2 separate regions of the Urocitellus parryii genome follow, and region 1 is linked to region 2. The links are chromatin contacts, called in public Hi-C maps. All regions are on one chromosome and are shown on one strand. Each heading gives the region's core, a stretch centred on a gene start, on an enhancer-like site or on the middle of the called end of the contact. The rest is flanking DNA. Distances are from core to core; before and after follow the strand shown. Region 1 holds the start of Tmie (transmembrane inner ear). Region 2 holds the start of Rtp3 (receptor transporter protein 3).

Evidence for each region. A called contact is a pair of places that touch in the nucleus more often than the background predicts.
Region 1: a Hi-C map of liver shows a contact between it and region 2, with 9 times the contacts expected there. The contact joins the promoter of Tmie here to the promoter of Rtp3 in region 2. A contact is called at or near these places in 2 of 2 Hi-C or Micro-C datasets (liver and muscle).

The regions. Positions count from the first base shown.
Region 1 is chr3:201,754,731-201,757,430 of mUroPar1.hap1, forward strand. It overlaps Tmie (transmembrane inner ear), which reads left to right and starts at 1,347. Exons shown (of 4, transcript XM_026390122.2): 1 at 1,347-1,445. The coding sequence starts at 1,347.
Region 2 is chr3:201,603,579-201,606,278 of mUroPar1.hap1, forward strand. It overlaps Rtp3 (receptor transporter protein 3), which reads left to right and starts at 1,289. Exons shown (of 3, transcript XM_026390090.2): 1 at 1,289-1,529.

The DNA.
Region 1 (2,700 bases), core at 97-2,596, 150 kb after region 2:
AGGTCCCCTGGGCCAGCTGTCCATTTTCCTGCCTGTCCTGTCATCTACAAGTCCTGATATACAGATGTCTGTTGTTGACCCTCTGCTCCCTGCTGAAACTTGTCTTGGAGAATTGGAAACAACCAAAACATCCAAGCATTGGTTGAACCAGGAATTGTTTGGTTTTTATATGGTACACCATGTAAGTGACAGCAATAACTCTAATACTAGCATCCTCCATCTATGGCACCCCTAGAGTGAAGCCCCAAGAGGCTCTGGGTGCACATAGTCCCCAGTTGTAAGGGCAGGCCTTGCTGAGGGGAACCAGCCCCTTCTCTCCCCTGGCCCAGGCAGGTCTGCACTGGTGTCCTTGATGATAAGAGATCTGAGCTGCTTCTCCTAGAACCAAGTAGGCAGGAGATAAATAGTAATGGAAAGAAAAAGGAGGAAGGGTGAGGAGGAGTCTCCCCACTCCAGGACTCCCTACTCCTCTCCCCCAGGACTCCACAGCTCCTCAGAACCTCCCTCTACCACTGAGTTGTCAGGGCCCAGTGTGGGATCAGAACCAGAGTGCAGTGTGGGCTAACTTCAGTGGGGGGTCAGGGTCAAGGTTTAAAGTCAGAGTCAAGGATCTAGCTGGGGCAGAAGCTGTAAGTCAACCATGGTTAGACAATGGCCCTCCAGCCCTTCCAGGGGTAGCCCACCCTAACTTGTGGGATATAAGGTACTGATTCCTTCCAGAACTTTCCATTGCACCAGCAGCTGGTGGCTCTGACCATGCCATCCCCTGCTCTCCATTCTCTCCTCCAGCTCTGGTGTCCAGGGTGACCAGAGCTGCCTCTGGGCAGGAAGCCAGCCCAGAAAGCCCAGGACATCCCTGAGTGCCTGTCACCATGGCAACATGCCCGCTATGCCCCCCCTAACCCAAGTTCAGTATGTATTTTTTTTCAAATCAAGAACGTCAGAATGGGAAGGGCCTAGTAGATCAGCAGATTCCTGTCCCTCCCCCTGTCCAGATGGAGAAACTGAGGCCAAATGGGAAAGGGAGGGAACACCTGTTGATTAAGGATGGGCTCCCAGCCTGTTCTCCTCCCTGTCCCCTTCCCCTACACCCCCACTTCAGGGTCGGGTTGTGGGGTCTGGAGTCTGGTCTCCCCCTCCCTCCTCTCCCCTCCCCTTCACAATGACGGTGCGGGCTGCAGCCCAGGAACCTGACGCCGACGATGAATAAATGATGCCCGGGGTGGACAGAGCTCGCCGCCAAGGTCCCCAAGCGCCGGCTGTCCAGGGGGCGGTCACCGGGCATCTCCGCGCTGCCACTCGCTCCCGGATCTGCAGCGGAGCGCGCGCGGCGGCGGCGGGAGGAGATGGCGGGGCGGCGGCGGCGAGGCGCGGGGCCCCTCTGGGCGATGGGCGGCGCCGCGCTGGGCTTTTGCCTCTCCGGGGTCGCCGGGCAGCTGGTGGAGGTGAGGCACAGCATCGCGGAGGGCACGGGTGGCTGTCACCGTGCAGGGATGGGGTGCGGGGTGGTGATTTTATCCATCTCTCTTGCCCTAGGAGACCTGGCCTAATGGGTGGACAGCCCCACCCCGATGGCTGCCAGACTTTGAGGGAGACTCAGCCCTCACTCGGGGGCCCTGGTCTGACGGGAGGTCACTGGCCTCTGATTTCCTGAACATCAGTCTGATAGGGGAGTCTCACCCTAATCTGAGGGATTCCTAATCCAGCTGGGGACACAGCCCTGCCCAGTGTCACAGGGAACACAGCCCTATCTTCCCATCTGTGAACTCCTGGTGAGGGGGGTGCATGCACCTGGCCCTAGGTTTCCTTGACCTCTAGTCTGGTGGGGCGATTCAGACCCTGGATTTAGGGTATTCTAAAGGAAACAGCCTCTGCTTTAGAGATCCTCCAGGGACTCTTGGGGGAGGCATAGGTTTGGGAAGGAGATGAAGGCATTCCAAGCTGGAGGGTGGTGGCAGCAGGATGAGGAGACCCTCTGAGAGCAGCCATGTACAACACTAAGCTCAAGAAGGAAGGGGCAGGTAGTGCCCAGGAACTTGGGGATCAGACTGGGTCCTGGTGATAATGGGGAGCTACAGAAGGTTTCTGAGGGAGAGCAGGTCATGATGAATTATGGTTTGGAAATAAATTAGAACACATTATGGGAGAGCTGAGAGCACTTGTTGAGATAGCCCAGGAAGAGGAAAGGGGATGGCTGGGGGTGGTTGGTTCAGGAGTCTGGCTGGAGTCTGCAGCCTCTCTGGTCTCCTCTGTACCCCATTCCTGCAGAGCTTGGAAGGGGAGCCAGAAAGGGAGATGGCAAAGCAGATCTAGAATTCTGGAGCTTGAGGCCAGATAGAGAAGACCCAAGATTAGGGAGAGCTAACTCACAGCCAGGGAGGAGGCTAGGGATGGAGCCTGTGCACACGGGGCAGCCTGGAGGGGACAGAAAGACCAAACACCAGAGGCTGAGAGAGGCCCCCCGGGAAGGACCTGAGGGGGGTGTTAGGGGACAAGATGGGATAGGAAGGACAGGATAGGGATCTGAAAGGACCCGACCTGAACTGGATGATGGGGGGGGCATGGGGACAGAGATATGCACCCAGAGCAGCCTGTACCTGCTGCTGATTAGGAGGTATGACCAAGAAGCCTGCTAGAGTCGAGTGTCAGCTCCAGTGTCTCTGTAAGAGGAGCCAGGCTGGCTTGAGCTCCATAAAGCAC
Region 2 (2,700 bases), core at 39-2,538:
TGCCTGCTGTCCAAGTCTCTCTCTAAGCTTCTGCCCAGCTTGCAGCCCCTACGATCACATATTGAGCTGCCACACCACCTGCACATGGCTCAGGTGCTCAGAAGGCCTCTTGTCCTTCCAAATACCCATACCACTGGTTTTTGATCCAGGATGGCTCACTGCTGGCCCATCAGCTCCAGGTCAGGACTAGTCTGACCACATCCCTATCAATAGGAACCTTCTCCAAGTTTGTCCTTCCTTGGGCTGTCAACCTGGAAGGTGAGCTCAGGCACACCCTGTATGGGGATAAAGTTTATTCCAGGCAATGGGTAGATGATTGCCCAGGGTGGGGGACAAATTCTAGATACTTAGTGCCAAGCAGCATCAACAAAGGATCTTGAGTAAGGGTGACAGGAGATGGAGAAAAACACAAAGAAAACACAAATTTTCAAGTAAAGCTGGGGCCAGGGGGGACACAGCACTCTGATGGAGGAACAGTGACCCAGAACTAGCTTCACACGTTTATTATATAGGGTCTCATAATTAGGAAGTGAAACTATAGGGACATTGTAAGTTGTGAGTTTTCAAGGCTTGGGAGTTATCAAGAGGCTTCTTTGTGCACTAAAAGTTACAGAGCTATAAACTTTTTGTGGCTATCCTGCTGTTCAACAGTGCTAGGAACATCCTACAATTATCCCTCTGTACCCAGGAAGCCCATTGTACTGGAATGTGTGATAACTGTTAGTGTCAGAGCCAAGTGTCAAGGCTGTTAACATCTTCGCCTTTTGGAAAAGGAATGTTTCCCAGGCTTGGCTTTTGCCAGCACCACAGGATCAGCCAATGACCGGGCTCTCCTCTCCTCTCCACAACTTAGAATTGGTACTCCCACAGGTCTGGGATATTTTTTAAAAGGAGAATGAGGAAACTGCAAACTGGTTGTTGCAATTATATTCGTTGACAATAACAACACAGGATATTAATCAGCGGTGGGTCACTTATGTTGTATGACCCAGTTAGAAATTGTGATAAGAAGGAAAAGACTTTCAATGAGGTTATTCATTATCTTCATAGCATTAAGCAATCTGCAGAAACCTACCACACTAGGTCAAAATGACCTATGTGACCATGGTCTCGTGCCTCCCGGTTCCCAGAGCTGAAGAATTTTGTAACTTCATTTCTGTCTGGGGTGTGTGACATTTTCAATAACCTTTCTCAGTGACTCTTTCTCAGCCTAGGGTACAATGCAGAGTCTCCTTACTAACTCCTCCACTATTCTAGGAACCTTCTCTCTGGGACAGAAAGTGTGCCTTGGTCCTAGAGGAGTGTGTCCTAATTTAATAGAGCCGCCCAATTGCAGCACCTCGGGGTTGAGAAAAAGTCAGCGGGATGAGAGATGCAAGCTCGGGCTAGGGTTGTGTGCACCTGGGCTGGTGTCAGCAGCCCAGCCTTGAGCATTCACCTGGATCTTGGTCCCATGTGGTTCCTTCCTCATTGCTCTTCCTGGTTTTCCTCTGCGACACTGGAGAGTGTGTCTGATGCCCCCGGACCAGGTAAGCTTCTCTGAGACCCTTCAGGCATAAAGGGGTAGGGGCAAAAAGGAAACTAGACTAAAAAGAAACCCCAAGTTACAATAAACTCTCATCTGAGTCTGGGGTATTCTCTACTCCCTGAGCTGACCCGTGGCATCCTTTGCTGGCTGAGGCTTCTTGCAGCATTTAGGGGATAGAGTGCATTCACTCTCTCGGGGCCCAAGCTGGAAAATACTGACTCGTGCTGCTTCCAAGACAGTCTGCAGCCACATGCCAGCCACAGGCTCTCCTGGTTCCCCGAGGAAAGGCCCAAATCAGCACCAGACCACCCAGCAGCACCCAGTAGCCCAATGGACTGGGGCTCTTAAAGAGGCTCTGTAATTGTTCCCTCATATTTTTTTAAATTTATTTATTTTAAACAGTTATACATGACAGCAGAATGCTCTTTGTTTCATTGCACACAAATGGAACACAATTTTTCACTTCTCTGGTTGTACACGTAGTGGGGTCACACCATTTGTGCAATCATACATGTACCTAGGGTAATGATGTCTGTCTCATTCTACCGTCTTTCCTATCCCCATGATCCTGTCCTTCCCTTCCCGCCCCTTTACCCAATCCAGAGTTCTTCCATATTTCCCATACCCTGCCCACCATTATAGATCAGCATACACTTATCGGAGAAAACATTCAGTCTTTGGGTTTGGGGGGATTGGCTTATTTATCTTAGCATGATATTCTCCAACTCCATCCATTTACCTGCAAATGCCATAATTTTATTCTCTTTTATTGCTGTGTATTATCCCATATGTATATATAACAGTTTCTTGATCCATCCACCTATTGATGGGCATCGAGATTGGTTCCACAGTTTAGCTATAGTGAATTGTGCTTCTATAAACATTAAGGTGGCTGTGTCCCTGTAGTATGCTGTTTTTAAGTCCTTTGGGTATAGACCAAGGAGTGGGGTAGCTGGGTCAAATGGTGCTTCCATTCCAAGTTTTCTAAGGAATCTCCAATCTGCTTTCCAGATTGCACCAATTTGCAGTCCCACCTGCAATGTATGAGTGTGCCCTTTCCCCCACATCCTCTAGAACACTTTTTATTTCTTGTATTCTTAATAACTGCCATTCTGACTGGAGTGAAATGAAATCTTAGAGTAGTTTTTATTTGCATTTCTCTAATTACTACA